2 separate regions of the Hordeum vulgare genome follow, and region 1 is linked to region 2. The links are chromatin contacts, called in public Hi-C maps. All regions are on one chromosome and are shown on one strand. Each heading gives the region's core, a stretch centred on a gene start, on an enhancer-like site or on the middle of the called end of the contact. The rest is flanking DNA. Distances are from core to core; before and after follow the strand shown.

The links. A called contact is a pair of places that touch in the nucleus more often than the background predicts.
Region 1: a contact with region 2 is called in a Hi-C map of leaf, with 4 times the contacts expected there. The contact joins the promoter of LOC123445045 here to the promoter of LOC123445039 in region 2. A contact is called at or near these places in 2 of 6 Hi-C or Micro-C datasets (leaf and seedling).

What each region holds. Positions count from the first base shown.
Region 1 is chr3H:558,818,984-558,824,265 of MorexV3_pseudomolecules_assembly, forward strand. LOC123445045 reads left to right here and starts at 3,995. Exons shown (of 13, transcript XM_045121959.1): 1 at 3,995-4,342; 2 at 5,263-5,282. It overlaps LOC123445044 (a long non-coding RNA gene), which reads right to left and starts at 2,820. Exons shown (of 2, transcript XR_006631050.1): 1 at 2,641-2,820. It overlaps LOC123445043 (extensin-1-like), which reads left to right. Exons shown (of 3, transcript XM_045121958.1): 2 at 237-1,675; 3 at 1,919-2,131. The coding sequence ends at 1,651.
Region 2 is chr3H:558,457,189-558,462,393 of MorexV3_pseudomolecules_assembly, forward strand. LOC123445039 reads left to right here and starts at 2,763. Exons shown (of 6, transcript XM_045121955.1): 1 at 2,763-2,887; 2 at 2,978-3,192; 3 at 4,329-4,439; 4 at 4,521-5,205. The coding sequence starts at 2,785.

The sequences.
Region 1 (5,282 bases), core at 2,745-5,244, 360 kb after region 2:
AAAACATCAAGTTAAAGTTGCTACCAGGTAGGCCAAATTACAGTAGACTAAGGATACACATACATGGATATGTGACTAATACCATGATGAACTGTGAACCCAAATTGCAGCTAAATTCATCGAAGAGAAAAACTGCTAAGAAGATGGATGATGTTTTACAAATTCTTCATTCTTCCTAAATGTCTTTCAGCATTTCATACTGCAACTTAATACCTTTTTATCATTATCTGGTGCAGGAGCCATGGTCAAGGTCACTTGCCAGGCCAATGACCAGGCAATAGTGAGATTTGGCTACACCGAAAGCAATGGCAAATACAGCGTGGCCATTACCGGTTTGCCACTTAGTGGCACCTTTGGGGCTGACTCGTGCAAGGTTGAGCTCCATGCGGCAGCAGGAGGATCTGACTGCAATGTGCCCATGGAGTTAAATCTCTCTGGAGTTAGTGTTTACTCAAAGTCCAATGAAGAAGTGGTTCTCCAAGCCAACCAAGTAATGGCATTTGGATCAAAGAAGACATTTGCTGGATGTTCAAAACCTCACATTCTACCATCGATGTATCCATCTAATTCACCGCCACTCCCATACCAGCATCCCTCGCCTCCACCCAACTACAAATCCCCACCGTTACCGTACCAGCATTCACCACCAACTTCTAACAAGTTTCCACCTCCATCGTATCAGTATCCATCACCTCCGCAGAACTTGTACTCTTCACCGCCACCGTACCAACAGTCCACACCTTCAAGCAACTACCAAGCTCCACCAACATCTAACAATCCAACACCAACCCACAAGTATTTACCACCTCCATACTACTACAACTCCCCATCTTCGAACAGCCACGTAGCTCCACCACTGCCATACCTGCAGTCCCCACCTCCGTACAACTACAAGTCACCTGTTCTACCATTGTCACCAATGCCTCCTCGCCATTATAACTCTCCACCTCCATTTAACTATGGATCTTCACCCCCACCTTACCAATATTCTCCACCGTTACCTCCAAAACATCTACAACCAAATGTTCCTCATGGTACTCCGCCACCAGCATCAATATCACCACAGCCTCTTTACCCCTATGGCTCTCCACCACCAGCATCAATATTTCCACAGCCTCTTCACCCCTACAGCTCTCCACCACCATATCTGAACTCGTACCAATCCCCACCACCACCGATGCAGCTCCCTCATGTAAAATCGCCACCAGTTTCTTCAACATCTCCACAGCCTCTTTACCACTACAGCTCTCCACCACCATCTCTGAACTCGTACCAATCCCCACCACCACCGACTCAGCTTCCTCATGTAAAATCACCACCAGTGTCTTCAACATTTCCACAGCCTCTGCACCACTACAGCTCTCCACCACCATATCTGAACTCGTACCAATCCCCACCACCACCGATGCAGCTCCCTCATGTAAAATCGCCACCAGTTTCTTCAACATCTCCACAGCCTCTTTACCACTACAGCTCTCCACCACCATCTCTGAACTCGTACCAATCCCCACCACCACCGACTCAGCTTCCTCATGTAAAATCACCACCAGTGTCTTCAACATTTCCACAGCCTCTGCACCACTACAGCTCTCCACCACCATCGCTTCTGAACTCCTACCAATCCCCACCACCACCAAATCAGCTGTCTTAAGCATGAGGAATGGTTTCTTGAAATGTAAGTTTCCTAGTGGGCTTTATGTGGTACAGTATAACATCTTAACGTTTACATATGATGTATCATCTTTATGAATTTGAATCGTAATAATGTGAACTTTCACGATAGCTCATATAAACTCAATATAAAAGATTGCATTGGTGAGGACTCCTTATTTCAAATAAAAGAGTAATAAGATTCCTAAAGTATAGCGACAGGACATGTTAAGTTGTTAACCATATGATTCCATCCATCTCATTTCAGGATATGATGTGGGCAGAATAAACGGAAGAGTCGAAGTCTATCTCAAGAAGAAGCGCCGTAGCTGGAATTGTCAGCTATGGGTCACAGTTTCTAGAATTATCTACCCAAGTATCTAGTGTGTTTCAGCTTTCACTTTGTTGCCTAGAGCTATTTCAGCAATGTAACCATAAGTTGTATGAGCTATTGTTAGTAATAGCAATGTTCTGTACTCAATCCAATATATGCTGCGGCATCTACCCAAGATAGAACAAATCCAGGGGGGGGGGGGGGGGGGGCTTCTCCACCGTGAAATTCTGTGGCTCAAATTCAATTCAGAAACCAAAAGTTGGAAAACTGAGCTTGGAATGCAGTGCGCTCATGAGTCGCTACCGGTCACCGTCATCTCAGGGGAAGCATAATATCACCAGTAAATCAGCGCAGTTCCTAGGTAGTAAAATAAAACCACAGGATCCGTCACCCAACCACGCGCCGGAAGGCACATTTCTTCAGTTCAGTGGGTAGCAGCGGTTTTCCAGAGAAATTTCGGCTGCTAAACCTAAACGGGAGTAAGCAACAGCAACAACAACAACGATCGACCACTCGACGAAAGTAGTTCATCTTCCTCTCGGATCTCGCGGTATCTATCTACCATGGATTGTTCGTCTACAGCCTACAGGCGACCAAGGGAGGAGACCTACGCGGACTGTGGCAAGAGGAACGAGCAAAGCAACCCGGGCACTGACCTGACTCCAGTAACCCACCGCAGATTGACGACGGCGACCACGGAAGCGGCGGTCTCTGCGCGAGAATTAATCGCCGGAGCTGGCGGACGGCCGGCGGTCCGCTCCGGTCAGGTCAGGTCTGCAGGCAGCAGAGCGCCAGAGCCTGACGCGGCGGCGTTGAGTGGGGACGGAGAGAAGATCCGGGCCAGTTTGGGTGGGCTTGGGCCGCATGTCCGCGCGTGTAAATAGCAACAAACAAACTCAGGCCTACTGGCTCTGGGCTGGGCTGTCCGGGCCGCCTCGCGAGAACGCGGTGCAGCCGTGCACGTGCAGTGCTCGGCGCCGGCGGTTGCCTTTCCATTTCGGTGCCGGTGCATGTCGCCGCACCGCACTACGGGTGACCTTAAGCAGAACACATGGCCCCACACGTCATTTTCCCAAGACAAAAAAAGCGAGGGTACAAACGTACGGAATAAAATACCAGCAGCAAAACCGGAAAGTTTTCCGATAAGTAGTGCAAAAATAGAGAGCATGCGGATGTATGTGTGTATATAAATAATGAACGTATCGTGTGTGGAAATGTCTCGTTCTTTGCGTGATATGATAATCCAGCCGATCGTGCGGTTTTGGTGCGTGGCGGACGATGACGAGCGTGAGGCCGGCGTTGCAGATTCCTTCCTTCCATCCGGAGGCCCAGACTTTGATGCCAACGGAATGGTACAACTTGGAAGACATATTCCCCTCGCCTGCTCTGCTGCTATTGGTGGCACGAGGCTAGGTACGACACATGGCACACGTCCGCCACAACTGACATACGCATAGCGCGAAGATGCTCTCCTATCTGCAGGTATCTTCTCACTCGAATGCTATCCATACATCCTTCATCCGCTGCACACCAGGCTTATCGCCCGGCCCAACATGGCGCATGATGAGTGAGACCCTGCCAATTTCCGTTTTGTTCTTCTAAAAAACTATAGTACATTTTTACGACCAAGTGATGTAGTTCTACGTGCTGGAGTTTTGTGTGTTTGGTTTTTGCGGGGAGTTGTGCGTAGAGTTTGTGTGCCAAAACTGCCAACAGACGTGATGTTTATAGAATAATTAAAGCGTGAAGCAAAGCGTCCCTGCCAACACCACTCGCTCATTTTTAGCAGTGGGGCCAACGTAGTAGTACGCTTTAAATGCGGAAATTACCCCTCGAGATCCACTCCTCACCAACCCCAACCAAAACCAAATGAAAACAATCTCAGTTCCGCTATGCGTTGCATTCATCAGAAAACAAGAGAAACATACACAAGAATCTGCAGCTTCAAAGAGAGCGAGGGCAGAGGAATCTGCTGCTGCGATTATAAAAAACGGGGTTTGGAACTTGGGTCAGCACAGCCGCAATCCTCAAAATAAAAAATCCGCACAAGAGTTAAATTACCAAAAGCGCCCTCACGTAGTGCCGCTGCCCCACGCCTGAAAGCACACGACGAGAGGGGGGGAGAGAAAAACAGAGGAGCGAGCGAGGGGAGAGGAGGCTCGCCAAGGCCGTAGCCACCGTCACTCTTCGCCGCCGTGATCCGCCTGGGCCCCGCCGTGCCGGGGCTGCTGGAGAGAGCGAGCGGGTGGGTCGCCGGCCTCGCCGCCTCCGTCCCGTATTTCCCTCTGATCCTGCCCTCTCCGTGGTGTGGGTCTCAGGGGACCAAACCTTTCCGCCGCGGCTTGCTGGCGAGTGAAGGTGCGTGCGCGCTGCTACTCTCTCTTATTCTCCTCCTCCAATCAAGATTGGCTGCGACCAGCGCGTGTCCGCGTGATCTCTTCTCGGGAGACGGCGGTGGTGTCAAAGAACTGGTCTCAGGGTCAGGGACAATAGAAGTAATCTTGTGTTGTTCTGCCGTTGGACGGCTGATTATTCACCAGTCCAACTGTTTCCTGAGGACGTGAGTCTCCACCGCGGCTCCTGGTTCAGGCTGGAGGATTTGGTCGAATCACTTGTGTGTTGAAGCGTGCGATTTTATGCTGCGTGCGGCAGCGGCTTCAGTTTTTTTTTTTTTTTTTTTGACAGTGTTCTTGATCCTCCAGGCCCCACCAGAACGCGAGGTGCTCAGGAACTAGGGTTCTGGATTGAAGGGGCCAAAAATAGAATTTGCGGAGTGTGCTAGTGGTTACTGTGAATGGCAATTCGACACAATTCAGAGTGGCTCTTTTTTTCGGGGACATGTAGAATTGCAGTAGGGAGGAGGAATGCTGAACCTTTTATATTGGATTTACATGAGTTGTTGATTTTCTTTTCAAGATCATCTTTCTCCCAATTTTTATGCGGCGTTCTATGCTCTGTTTGTCTGGTATGATTTGAGGATCTCTAGATGGTTGGCTTCTTCTGCACCCTCAGTTAGGATCACTGCTGGAGAAGGGGGAATGCTGATTGTGCACCTTGCCTTCGCTGAAGGAATTAAGATTTCGCTTTGCGACTAGTCGTGTCATTCATTATTTGTTTCAGTCTCTGCTTTAGCCATTTTCATTACTTGTATAATTTGCTGATTAATGGCACTTCTGTTTTTGAAAGAAATCGATGACACGTTTTCGCTTGTCATAAAAGAAAAATCATATGTAGTGCATCATCTCTTACTCGTTATTTTTCTTTTCATGTTTGCACAGTGCTTTTCTTAGTTTCCAAT
Region 2 (5,205 bases), core at 1,513-4,012:
CTCATCACAATAAAAAAGCGGCAGATTTTACAGTTTTTCATGTGCCCGATCATAGAAGAACCAGCTCGACAGCCCATGCAATAAAGAACATTTTTGCCCTCCGAGACCGGTTATCCGAGCCTTCTCCGTCACTCTGCCGCCGCCTCCACCTCACCCTCCGCCTTCTTCTCAGCCGCCTCTAACTAGGTCATCAAGCGCTTCACCATGCTAACACGGACGACACACGTGGTTGTTGCCACATCGGCATCCGACTCGTCCATGATGATAAAATTGATGGTCAGGTTATTTACTTCCGTGACGAAGCTGCTAGAATTGCAAAACCTTTTAGAAACAAACAATATGAGTTAGATAAAAATAAACCAGTTGTTGGCATGCCTGTTGTTTATGTTAAGATTGGAGATCATTGTTATCATGGCTTATGTGCCATGGGTGCTAGTGTTAGTGCTATACCTTTTACCTTGTATTAAGAAATTATGAATGGCATAGCACCCACTGAGATTGAAGATATTGATGCCACTATTAAACTTTCAAACAAAGACACTATTTCACCAATTGGGATTATTAGAGATGTTGAAGTCTTGTGTGAAAAAATTAAGTACCCTACTCATTTCTTAGTACTTGGTTCGCAACAAGGTAGTTTTTGTCCCATTATATTTGATAGACCTTTCTTGAACCGTTTATGCTGAAATTAATTGTGTTACCGAGAAGGTTAAAGTAAGCTTTAGTGATGTATCTCGTGAATTTAATTTCTCTAAGTTTGGTAGACAACCACATGAGAAAGAATTATATAGTAAGGATGAAATAATTGCTCTTGCTTCTAATGTTGTGCCTCATGCTGATCTATTAGAACAATATATGATAGACCATGAGAATGATATGCATATGAATGAGAGCAATGAAATAGATGTAATATTATTTAGACAAACACCTATTATTGAACATATCTTGTATGTTGACATTCTAGGGGATCCTCCTCCACATAAGTGAGATCCCGTGTTTGAGCTAAAGAAATTACATGATACTTTAAAATATGCTTATCTTGACGAAAATAAGATATATCATGTTTTTATTAGTGCTAACCTTTCAGAATATGAAGAAAAGAGATTACTTAAAACTCTGATGAAGCACCGAGTTACTATTGAATATACTCTTGATGAACTTAAGGGCATCAGTCCCACTCTATGTCAACACAAGATTAATATGGAACAAGATGCCAAACCTGTCGTTGATCAGCAACCCCACTTAAATCCTAAGATGAAGGAAGTGATAAGAACTGAAATACTAAAGCTTCAGAAGGCAGGTATAACTTATCCTGTTGCTAATAGTAGATGTGTAAATCATGTTCATTGTTTTCGTTAGAAAGAAGGTATAACTGTTGTTCCTAATGATAAAAATGATCTTATTCCTCGAAGAATTGTAACTGGTTATAGGATGGTCATTAATTTCTAGAAATTAAACAAAGCTACTAGAAAAGATCATTACCCCTTGCTTTTTGTTGATCAAATGTTAGAAATATTATCTAAGCCTACAAATTTTTTCTTAATGGATATTCTCGTTTCTTTCAAATACCCGTGTCAAAAGAAGACCGAGAGAAAACTACTTTCACATGCCCTTTTGAAACTTATGCTTATAGACGTATGGCTTTTGGTTTATGCAATGCACGTGCCATCTTTCAAAGATGTATGACTGTTATATTCTTTGACTTTTGTGAAAAGATTGTTGAGGTGTTCATGGAAGATTTTTCTGTTTACGAGACTTTTTTTATGATTGCTTGAGTAACCTTGATCGATTTTTGCAGAAATGTGAAGAAACTAATGTTGTCTTGAATTGGGAGAAGCGTCACTTTATGATGAATGAAGGTATAATACTTGGGCATAAGATTTCTGAACGAGGTATTGAGGTTGGCAAATCTAAGGTTGATGCAATCGAGAAAATGCATGTCCCCAAGACGCTAAAGGTATAAGGAGTTTTATTGGTCATGCTCGTTTCTATAGGCGTTTCATTAAAGATTTCTTGACCATTAAATAATCTTCTTCAAAAAGATATTTCATTTGTTTTTTATGATGGTTGTGTAGAAGCCTTTGAAATACTTAAGAAAGCCTTAATTTCTGCACCTCTTGTTCAATCACCTCGAGCAACAAGTTCATTGACTCGTGGCTCGACAAGAGGAATGGTTTCTCACGCAGAGTGCCCTCAGGCTTTGACTCCTTTGTCATTGGGACGGCGTGGGCAATTTGGAAGCAAAGAAACGCGAGAGTATTTAACAGAACGCAAGAACATAGGACCCCTCATCAACTCACTTTGCAGGTGCTCGCGGGAAGCAAAGAATGACGGATGGCGGGATTGGGTATCGGAGCCTTATACCCATTTGTGAGATAGTAGCTTTCGTTTATTTGTTAGGTGTAGTGTGGAGTAAACCAAACAGGACGTTCGCATCCATGTTCCGGTCTTGTAAATGCTTTTTCTGGCTTCGATAAAATATGATAAGCATTGGCGTATTCTTGAAAAAAAATAGTTAACTTTTTTATAGAAATATTAATAAACAAATCAAAAGTGTCTGCCTGCGCTGTGCGGAATTGTTTGGGCCCAGCCTAAAAGGCTGTAGGCCGGGCCTGGGGAAATCTCACGCTGCTAGTCCGAGAGGTAACGAAATGACAGCCCAATCCATGCCGCGGCCGGGTGCGAGTGCGACGCCGCGCTGCTTCTGATCCGGAAGTGGCGCATTTTAGTTTTCTGTTTTTCCAGTTTCGCTCCTCAAAGGCTCAAACTCCTCCGGGTCTGTCAATGCCGGGCCCCTCCGCCTCCGCCCCCCCCTGCCGCTTCGCCGCCCGCTGGGCGGCCGACGCCCTCGCCGGCGACGAGGCCCTCGACTTCTCCTTCGTCAAAGGTAGTGTCAGTACCGTGAGAGGGCCCTCTGCGTATGCCGTTCGCGTCGGCCCTTTCGTTGATCTCACCTAGGGTTATCGGTGCTCCGCAGCGCTGGTGGGCGTCTTGCCGGAGTCCCTCGCGGGCGCGCCGGAGGCTACGCGGGATAGGGTTGCGCTTCGATGCCTGCGGGAGGTCGTCTCCCTCGCCGCCCCGGGCGAGGGCGAGGTCGCCGCGACGCCGGCGGTGGCGGAGGTCGAGTCCGGGACGCTTAGGGTTGATGCCTCCCGCTCCTGTGAGGAATTGCTGATTGAGTTGCTTGGACAGGTATGCTGTGCTTTGTTTTACTAAGTGCATTCTGGTTGTTCAGAACTTCGGATCCCTGATTTATCCTTTTGTCACTGAAACAATATTTGTGCAATGGGGCGATTGAAGATTCGTTCAGGCAGAAAAGTATAGCAAGATGGAACATACCGTCTCTGCATTTGCTCCTGAGTAATGTGCTAGTTAGATTAAATCTTGTCCAGACCATGATGCAAAGTCAGACCAGAACTCATAATCTTAATTCCTTCCTTAAATAATGCAAAGCATACTCGTTCAAGCTTGACCCATCCGATGGGCAAAGTGTAGTCCTTGCAGTTAAAAGTTGTAGACAATACATCAATTGATTCCATCGATGATGCTTGTTATTTAATTTTGCATTTCTTCCGATGGTGGTAGAGTGATGTTTTCGCTGATTCATAAACTGATCGTGTTTAGTGACAATAGCCGTGAACATAACAAGTGAACACGTTGCATATTGTTTGCAGTATGTAAAATAGCATGTGTTTTATCAATGACTCAAAATATGGCAGCATTCTAAATTCTGACAGGCATCTCATTTTTGGTAGTTTGTCAAACAGTAGTGGGCTTTTGTGAGGCTGAAAGCAAGCATCCACCTTTTAATAAGTTACATTCTCTGTGGAGAACTTATCTACTTGTACCTAATGACTTGTTCACTGATCCAGTGTTGTAGTTCACCAATGCTGCTAGGCTAGACGATGTTATTATTTGAGCTCATGTTTCTTGTGATATGAAACATGATATATCCCTTGGCAGTTGCGTCTCAAGTCCTCCCAAGTGCAAACGCCCAACATGCATTACCTTAGCAAACGGTATTCCAGCAAGTTATACATTTACGATATCCCTAAAGATCATAACAGCATCACTTTACAGTTAAATATTAAAATTCTTCAATTTGTGTGAGGAGCAAGGATGCCATGTTAGATACTGCATAACATAATTATGCATGTTTTTAATGATTTCACTTTTCTGGTGCTCTTTTATAATTAAATTTCCTTATAACTTAACAATCATCATATGTTCTGGTGTCTTTAATTATGTGGTAGCTAATGCATGCTGCAATTTAGTTAGTGCCCAGATGTTTTTGAATTTTTTGCTTTACATGAATGTAATATCTGCAGGTTGGTAGTTCAGGAAGCTTGGAGAAAGATATGCTTCCACCTTTTAGCAAGGATATCCAAAAGTTTATATGCATCAAGACACCGGCTTTACCAGAAACTTCTTTTGAGTTGGTATGCCAAAAAAGTTGTTCTCAAAACTGAACATAAAAGGACTCGCTTCACGAATGATTAAGCTTCTTGTTTTATGTTCAGCTTAGAGAAGTGAACCCAGACATCGCGTGTATGGTCGCACCGCCCCCAGTTGAGAAGGGCGGCAAGAACATTGGCAATGACCAGTTGTTGTGCGGCATCAGCCCTGATCATGTAAATACAGAGAGGCACGGGTGCCCTACAAATAGGTGTTACGACCGCCCTCAGGAAGATACCACTGGCGCTGTTGGTGTCAGTGTCAGATCCGCACAAACGAGTCCAAGTAAAGATAATAGAAATATGTCCATTACAGCTGAGCCTGCTTCAGCTAGCTGCAGTGCTGCTTTTCTTCCATGTAATACTGAACTTATGCCAAAGCAGAATGTGGCGGAGACTACCGCGTCCCAAGAAAAGAGTCCAACTACCATTCTTCAACGAGAATCCTGTGGAGACAAGTACAAAAATTCATCCTGCGATAATGATGGAGAGAGATCACATGGTAATGGCACCAACATTCATTTATCAAAGAATCTCAGCGATGATACAGTGGCTCCAGATTCTGACAGAAGCACTGATGCTTTGCTGGCAAATACATCTGAAACAAGAACTTTGCCTGAGTTTGTTGCTGCAGATGGTACAGGTGTAATTGCAGAACTGCATGGCAGAAAAACTCGAAGGAGTTCACCGCAACATGACAGCAGTGAGAAAGCAAGTCATGTTTTGGATGAGGGTAGTGCGAGGATTCAGC